Linked DNA regions of Mus musculus: regions 1 and 3 are each linked to region 2. The links are chromatin contacts, called in public HiChIP or PLAC-seq maps. All regions are on one chromosome and are shown on one strand. Each heading gives the region's core, a stretch centred on a gene start, on an enhancer-like site or on the middle of the called end of the contact. The rest is flanking DNA. Distances are from core to core; before and after follow the strand shown.

Region 1 (2,700 bases), core at 139-2,638, 1.6 Mb after region 2:
TTCATGGGGAAACTCTGACATAGCCCTAGCTGTGGAATCAGTGAAAGAATGCATAAAGAGGATGTGGCACACATAGACATGCAGGAAAAGATAAATGGTGGCCCTGGGATTCAACATGGTAAATAAACCAGACAAGTGCATTGTGGATTTTTTTGTAGGCAGCCAGGCGCCTAAAAGATGGCGCCGGCCTCCAGTACACCATCACCGTAAACAACGCCACTGTACAGGCCAGAATAAACTCCTTTCCCTTTACATTGCTTTTGTCTAAATATACTTGAACTCTATCTTAAGATAGGTAACTTTATCTTGAATGAATTTTCTGTTTCAGGTATTTTCAAATGAAAATACTTTCACCAGTGTATTTAATTTCTGACTTTAACATCAACCCACAACACCCATTCTTCCCTATAAACAGAAATCAGATTACCAGTGCGATGATACCTACCAGTAATCTCAGCCCAATGAGGGGGTTAGCAGGAGGATCTTGAGTTCAAGACTGGCCTAGTTATCTGGCTCTAAAAAGAAAGGCACATGAGGAGGAAGTAGGAGAACAAAGTCTCATCCATGTGTCTTTATGATGGCTCTTCCCGCAGCTTCCTCTGTAATACAGTGGCACTTACCTCTTGCCTTTCCAAGGTCGCAGAGCTATGGCCAAAAGTGGTCACTCAAGCTTACTATTTCCTAATAGCATCGCCAAGCAAAAGAAGTCTGCTTGTGCCAAAACTTGTGTCAGCTCCACGTGTAAACAGTGATGTTGCTGGTAATATTCAGTCTGCACATTAGTTGATGATTACAGCTGAGAGTTTTAAATGATGAGCACCTATGTCTCCATTTGATGACAGTAATGACTGCTTATCTGGGATATCTGGCTTAGCTGGGGCATCCCTAAGCCACAGGGAGACCAATCTTTATCCATCAGAGGTATGGAAGTGGGGTTGCTCAGCCAGGCTCATCCATCTACCTATGTCTCATTTGTCTACTTAGTAGCTTCATGTCCTTCCTCTCAATGTCATTAGATCTCGTTCCCTCTGCTTCTCCTTACAGTGGACACGATGGTATCCATCCCCAGAGTATCAGCAACATTGGACACATTTATTATGATTTTTAGATAGAGAACACATGCTCTTTAGAAAAATGCTCTATCCTGCACACTCTATTGGGTAAAGAAAGACTAGAGAAATTTCAATTTAACCCGAAGAGTTCCTCCAAATGAAGTGGAGGCAAAAAGCTTGAGTTTTCACATCAAAATACGAGCCTTTCTGGCACACAAAATAGAAACGTAACAACATTTTGTTCAACAAATAAATCTGTGACTTGCCACACTGTATATAAGGTATTCTGAATTGGACTATAAATGAGATACGGCACACTGTGAGAGGCTTCGCAGAAAAGCAGAGCGAAAACCCTTGGGCTTTACAAAGCAGTGAAGAGGGGAGATCCAACGAGTCTGTTCTTAATAAAGCAGAGATCCCAGGAAAGAGAATGAGGCTTAGGAAAAGAGTGAGGATTACCAGAAGCGGGCAAGAGGAAAATGAGTGAGAGCCTGAGAAACAGTCAATCAAATGCCTGTCTCGGCCAGAAACACCATCCCCAACTACCGGGGCTGCAAACCAGTCCGGGAGAGCCACCTAGTGTTCAAGCCTGTAAACGCATCTTCTCTCCCGGACCTGTCAATGGAAGTTGACAGCCAGCACAGATGACTAGAACCTACCCAATCTTATGACCCACTCAGTGGTTTTGGGTATAAGGAAACTGAATTTAAAAAGAAAGCTTAATAGATAAACGTCGGCAATACAACATGCATGCTGGAGTAGAACTCAGAAGGTCAGCTTTCTTTCTCTATACCCTTTTTCCTCTGAGACAGCTCACTTCAAATCCAAGTGGTCCTTTTCAAATTGTTCTCTTGCATCCAAGGGATAGGTAGCAATGCCCTCTACCGAAACACTATTGCCATTGAAGTTAAGATGACCTGTTAGCCAGGGATGGTGACACTGACCCTTAATCTCAGCTTCAGTCAGAGCTCTGGGTGTTCAAGGCTAGCCTGGTCTACAAAAGAAGTTCCAGGACAGGGCTGCAAAGTGAGACCCCATTTTAGACAACAAGAACAACAGCAATACAGGGTTCTTGAAGCAAGATGCATGGTCCAGGGAGACTTAGTCCTTCTTAGTCCAAAACTAAGAAAAATGCTAACATTCCTGAATTTCTGGGCATGTAGTATTGTATGTACATATTCATTTGTGCATGAGTGCATGCGAGTTTGAATACATGTGCGTGCATGCTTATGAAGACCAGGAGTCAAGTCGTGTTTCCTCAGTCACTCTCCACCTTATTTTTGAAGCAGGGTTCCCTCACTGAACCTTGAGCTCATTCATCCCACTAGACTTGTTGGCCAGTGAGATCCAGGAGCAGCCTGTCTCCACCCTTCCAGTGCAGGGATTGCATGTGCAGTGCAAAGGCCGGATTATTTTCTTAAGTGGTTTCTACAGATCCAGACTCGGAACCCCACAATTGCACAGCAAACACGTCACCAATGGTGCCATCTCCAGACCCCCATTCATAAGTTTCTTGGATGTACTAAGCACTGGACTGGTGATGTCAGAAGTATTATCTCCAATCCTTGCAGAAGGTTTGCCAATCAAGAAACACACAGAAATTCTACATAGAAATCGAAACTCAGGGAATGGGTGTGGTAATTTTAAT
Region 2 (2,700 bases), core at 186-2,685:
TAAAAATATTCAATTGCTATCAATTCACATTGCTGCTGTCTAAAAGTGGATTACTTAGTCCCTTCTATGTGAGAAAAGTACATAGAATACACAGGTGATGACCCATGAAATTAAGCATATTAATATTATAAAGCAATCCTTGACACTGAATAGAGAAGTATAGTGTTTTCATGAAGTAGGCTGTAATCCCTTGTTCAAAGTTTTTCTTCTTTAAAAAAATACATGCTGTATTTGCTAATCAGCAGAAAAACAGCACTACTGATTTCCATCAGCATTTTGTGAAGGATAGTTGGTATTCTTACTCTCTATGAGAGTTACCTAGACACAGGATTAACTCTTACTGCAAACATAAGCATACTAATAGTTACATGCTAAGTAGAAGGAAGGCAAAATATCACACAGCCTGTTTAGCACATGAGGGAAGGCTTTTAGCAACAAAGTTATCAAATGTTGGAGGTGGGGGATTGAATATAGATTCTTAATAATTGTCTCTAGCAATTAACCTACCAGACCACATTAGGAACAGAGGAAACAAAAGACAAAGTTTAAGTTTCCACAGGATAAGAATCTTTTCATATATATACATATATATGCAAATGATTGATTTTGGAAAACCACTTTAAAATCTGAATAACTTAGTTGGCCAGATGCACTTAATACAGACACGCACACAAGACAGAAGGCAGAAACCAATCCCTGTAATTGAACTTGTACCAAAGCACTTCTGACTCCTTTCCACCCTGCCCCCTTCAAGTCAAAAAATTAATCACTGACCAATTGGAAGAGTATATACCTTCTCTTCTTGACCTTGGATTCTTTCTCATTTTATGTTCCATTCACCATTCACCGTGTCATGAGCTGCAAACCAGGACCTGCTCAAAGCCCAAAGTCCACAAAGTCCCTGTATTCAGTCCTATGAGGACTTGGGAGAAACTCCTTATACTTTTTCTCTATATGCCCCCAAACAGTGCATATCTAACCCATTCTCCTGGCCCCCTTGCCCTGACTGGTACTTACCTGATGCTCCGCGGGTTCTGCAGATTTCACCAGGTGTTTATCCTTGTACAAAGACCAGAGACCAATGTTGGGCAGGAAAATTAAAGCCACGGTGAATAACAAAGTCATTTGCAGAAACCTCTTCTGTTTCCTCTTCATTGCAAAGGATAACAATGGAGAAAAGTTAGAGATGTCTCCCAGACTACTTCTTGAGTTTAATGCCAAAGTCCTTTCCTCTTTCCTGGGAAGCACCAGAAACTGAGGGGAAGCAAAAAACTTTTGTTGTGTGCTCAGCACCAATCTGCAGGGTTCAGAGGGAGTTGGCCATCTGCAGAACAAACGCACAGTTACTTTCCCCCAGAAAACTATGACGACGGCATTATCTATTGGCTTAGAAATAAACGAGTCAACTGAGGAAATCGTTAAATCTATTGACCTCCATTAATATAAAGCAGTGGAGTAAATACGATCGTTTCATAGAATAATGGTAAGTTATGAGGAAGTCGAGAGCATGCTAGATCTATCAGTAAATAGGAGGTGTTTGTCTGTCGCTGTTTGCCCACCATCCCCCGCCCTTAGTGTGGGAGGTCCGGGATGTAGAGTCGGAGATGAAAAGCGAGAACTGAATGGGAGGGAGTGGCTTGGTCCAGTCAAGTGTCTGGAAGAAAAGTGTCCGCTTTTGACATTGGCACAACACCTTCCTTATCTTCCCCGAACAGCTTTTTATTTGCTTGCTTTGGGATAACCCACCTGAACTCAAGTTCAACTCCCTTGGAAGCCAGCTTGTCAGGCAAGATCCAGGGACACCATAACCAGGTCAGAACTATGTTTGGATAGGGGTTCACAAACTCCTGGATCTTCATGCGCCGTCAGAACACTCCTCTGCAGGCAGCATCTAGGCGACCTGGGAACCTGGCTGGAAGGAGGCTACAGATGTCAGCGGAGTCCAGCCAGGAAGTGCAGGCGCAAAGACGTCCCTTCCTCCAAGTGCAGTCCTGGGAATGAGAGCCTCAGAGAAGTGTGCTCTCTACCCATCAATCTCGCCCCCTTCCTCTGCTGACGCTCTCACGCTCCACTGTTCATGTTACCATTCTTTTCCAGCAACTGAACGAACCCAGCGAAGCATCACCAGCACCCCCAGGGCAGTATTTCTGATCTCCACTTCACGGCAAGGGACGGATGGCAGGCGGCGAATGTCAAGTGTGACCGGGCTTTACAGGCAAGTGGGAGAGGGCGCGCGGAGGATGAGTGAGGACGGCGAGAACGCGCGTGGAGCTGGCACCCAGGGGTCCGCCTCCCGCTGGCTGTCTCCTGCCTGCTGGCGATGATACTGGTGTCTACCACGTGCGGGAGCCTAGAAGCCGGGAGGGGAGGGCGAGTCACGGCCGGAAGGTAGTGGCCACTGCCTCGCGGCTGCCAGATGCTACATAAACAAACCCAGAGGCTAGGGGGAAGGAGAGGAGGATGAAGGCGGGGACAGAGAAATCGATTTGCAGCTCCGGGACAATCGGATCCTCTCTTCTCGGGTAATCTCGAACCGGCAGGGAGACTGGTTCGTCTCTGAGCTCACCCGAAAGGCGCCAGGCCAGAAATTCCGGAGTACAAGTCGCCCTGAGCGGGAGGGCAATGGAAGAATTCCTCCATGGTCCTGATGGGATCGCAGCGAGGAAGGCGCGGCAGCGACAGCGAGCAGAGGCAACCCAG
Region 3 (2,700 bases), core at 151-2,650, 1.5 Mb after region 2:
GTTCATTGCCTCAAGCATAACACCTATATTAGCAGGGTGGAATTTCTTGTTTGCCTTTTTCATTTTTCAGAGAACTTCCTCCCTAAGTCTGTAACATTCCCCATAGAACAACATTCATTGTTATTTAATTTTTTCTTCCAATTTCCTACTGCTCTTTATCAAAAAATAAAATAAAAACTTCCTCAATATGATACAGCTATCATTCCCAAATGGTCAGTGTTTGAGTTTCTTTATATCTCATTCTTTAATCTAAAAAGATGGGAACTTCACTCTTTTGGTGAAAGATAAATACCATGTACTGTGTAGGAGATTAAAAAAAAAAAAAAAAAAAAAACACTCTGACCTTCAATGTTGGCTTTGCTGTGATTGTGAACTTGAATGGGCCAGGGTGACACACATATATACACATCAGCAAAACATTCATACACATAACATAAAATAAATTCAAAAGGAAAGAAGCATTTTTTATGCTGGTTGTAGTAGTACACAAGTGTATTCACAACATTCTGGAGGCAGAGGTAGAAAGGACACTGCAAATTTAAGTCCGTTCTAGTCTACATAGCAAGTTCCAGGCCAGCCTAATCTACATAGTGTGGTCCTGTCTTAAAACAAACTGAACCATAGTTAAAGTGTGACCTGCATGCAAATGGTCACCACACTGGACAAGCGGAAGCAAATGGATCAAGAGTTCAAGCTTGACTGAGCTTCATGGTGAGATTCTACCTCAAAAACTATAAAGTTACATTTGTTAAGTACGTGATATAGAATCAATTTTCCTCAAGACTAACAAACAAAAATTTATTTTAAATTTGAGCCTTAAACATTCTTATTTTGAAGCACAATTATTTTTTAGTTGAAGAGCAGAATTCCCAGATTTCATGTAACCTGGCATTGCACTAGGGTTTTCTGAAACTGATGCATTAGTGAGTGAGATTTTGCTCTTAATCATATTTTAGAAGGTGTCAGATGCTTCTCATAAAGAAATATAGTGCTTGCATTTTTTTCTCATACACAATCTGTGTGCACATGCTTCCAAATATCTATTCCTCTTCACATAAGGATGACGGGCTCAGGTTTCTAAGTCTGGGCCAAATACGAAACCTTGTGATAGCTGTCAACATAGAATGAGGTCAGATTTTTGTCTTTGAATCTGATTTTCTGTCACCTTCCCTAGGCCCTGCATGTCCTTTGCCTACTTGTCCCAGTGTGCAGCCATATGATGAGCATCATTTGCAGTAGTCCCTGCCATTGCATCACAGCTATGTCGCTTTCGTGAGTTCAATATTCCCTTCACCATTATTTGAAGAGAGTGACAAGCAAACAACTGCTGTGGAAGCGCTGGAGCTTGTTCAGTGTGGCATTCAAGAAAGCATCCACATCCCACATCCACATCGCGAATCTCTGTAGTTTGACTGCCATCTAGAGAAGACCAGACATACTGAAAATTGACAGAGCTGAACACCTTCGCTGCTTTGCTGTTTGCTGTGTCTTTGAAACACCATAAAGAAATGAATTTAAAACATGAAATATAGAAAATGTGTAAATGTTGTGTGGTGTTAATAATGATCTAGTTTTTTTTTTCACAAAACTGTGTTACATTTCTAAGGAGAAATGACACTGTTAGTGATAGCAATCTGCTTGCTGTTAAATTTACAGTATGGAAACCTCATGAAAATATTCATCAAGGTAATGTAGGTGTTACGCTGCACACTTGTAATGCCATAATTAAGACAGAAAACTTACACCTTCTCGATTCTCTGGATTGATTATTGACTCCTGGCTTCTTCTTAAGACAGATTCTGAAACTGTCTGTGCAGTTCTTGTTGAATTCATACTGACAGACAACAAATTTCCCAGCTTTATAAGTTTTGTAAAAGGCCTTTCAGGTGGCTTTATGAAGAAGGAGTTTCAGCTGCTTCTGCATTTTTTTAAATATTACTAGTTATTTGCTTTTATATTAGAGTTTTTGGTTTTGTGTTTTTATGGGCTTTGTTTTTGGTGTGTGTCTGTGTGTCTGTCTTTCTTTGTCTCTCTTTCTGTCTGAGTGCCTGTCTATCTGTGTGAATACATGTCTATGTTTTGGGGGCTTTTGTTTTTTTCAGCTTGCCTGTTTGTTTTCTAAAGAAAGAGAGGAAGAAGGCATAGAGTTGAATAAGTAGGAAGTGGGAGTACTTTGGGAGGAGATACAGGAGGAAAGTGTGAATGAAATAAATTGTAAGGAAAATACTTCTTCAATTAAAAAATTATTTTTAAAAGGAGCAGCTTTTAATGAAAGATCTGGATAAGCAGAGTATGTAAAAGTCAGTTTCTTTCAAAAAAGCACCAGAAGCTATCTTCTGTGTATATACATTCAACATTCATTTCCTTTTGTTTTCTGCTATGAAGACATTGATGGACCAGCTTGACTCCATCTTAAAGATGCAAGCCATTTTGTTATAAGGTCAAAATGTGTTCATTTCTGTGTTCTGCAGAGTTCAAGTTGACCATGTTTTAAACTGTTTCTAGATGTGACTATGGGAGTTTGACTCATACCTTGAATACATCCTGACAAGATGTTCTGCCAAATAATGTTGAAATGTTCTATCAAGTTCCTACAAAGACAAAATCCTCCTGAAAATCTCTCAACCCCTAGGAACCCCAAGGCTTGCAGGTTTGGGGAGCTATATAAACCCTACCTCTCCTATGTTATATGCTATTTTC

What was found. HiChIP or PLAC-seq counts read pairs in DNA pulled down with a chosen protein or histone mark.
Region 1: a contact with region 2 is called in an H3K27ac HiChIP or PLAC-seq map of SST interneurons, with 21 times the contacts expected there. The contact joins the enhancer-like site here to the promoter of BC030500 in region 2. A contact is called at or near these places in 16 of 39 promoter capture datasets (the 3T3-L1 cell line, the C10 cell line, the HPC-7 cell line and 10 more), 2 of 484 Hi-C or Micro-C datasets (cortical neurons and forebrain), 6 of 115 datasets of contacts at active chromatin or transcription factors (SST interneurons, VIP interneurons, embryonic forebrain and 3 more) and 2 of 9 other capture datasets (embryonic stem cells and pancreatic islet).
Region 3: a contact with region 2 is called in an H3K27ac HiChIP or PLAC-seq map of SST interneurons, with 21 times the contacts expected there. The contact joins the enhancer-like site here to the promoter of BC030500 in region 2. A contact is called at or near these places in 7 of 39 promoter capture datasets (cranial neural crest, embryonic stem cells, frontonasal cranial neural crest and 4 more), 7 of 115 datasets of contacts at active chromatin or transcription factors (SST interneurons, VIP interneurons, embryonic forebrain and 4 more) and 1 of 9 other capture datasets (embryonic stem cells).

Annotation. Positions count from the first base shown.
Region 1 is chr8:60,465,508-60,468,207 of GRCm38.p6, forward strand. No RefSeq gene overlaps it. Among named protein-coding and RNA genes, the nearest start is that of Aadat, 39 kb to the right of the region's middle. Within about 2 kb of position 1,389, at least 10 of the 459 cell types and tissues checked have an H3K27ac peak or open chromatin away from gene starts, as enhancers often do. A contact at or near this core is called in SST interneurons and VIP interneurons, where this site is marked.
Region 2 is chr8:58,910,320-58,913,019 of GRCm38.p6, forward strand. BC030500 (cDNA sequence BC030500) reads left to right here and starts at 1,436. Exons shown (of 3, transcript NM_173411.2): 1 at 1,436-1,483; 2 at 2,098-2,215; 3 at 2,541-2,700. The coding sequence starts at 2,190. Galntl6 (UDP-N-acetyl-alpha-D-galactosamine:polypeptide N-acetylgalactosaminyltransferase-like 6) reads right to left here and starts at 1,308. Exons shown (of 12, transcript NM_175032.3): 1 at 1,018-1,308. The coding sequence starts at 1,155.
Region 3 is chr8:60,443,796-60,446,495 of GRCm38.p6, forward strand. No RefSeq gene overlaps it. Among named protein-coding and RNA genes, the nearest start is that of Aadat, 61 kb to the right of the region's middle. Within about 2 kb of position 1,401, at least 6 of the 459 cell types and tissues checked have an H3K27ac peak or open chromatin away from gene starts, as enhancers often do. A contact at or near this core is called in SST interneurons, where this site is marked.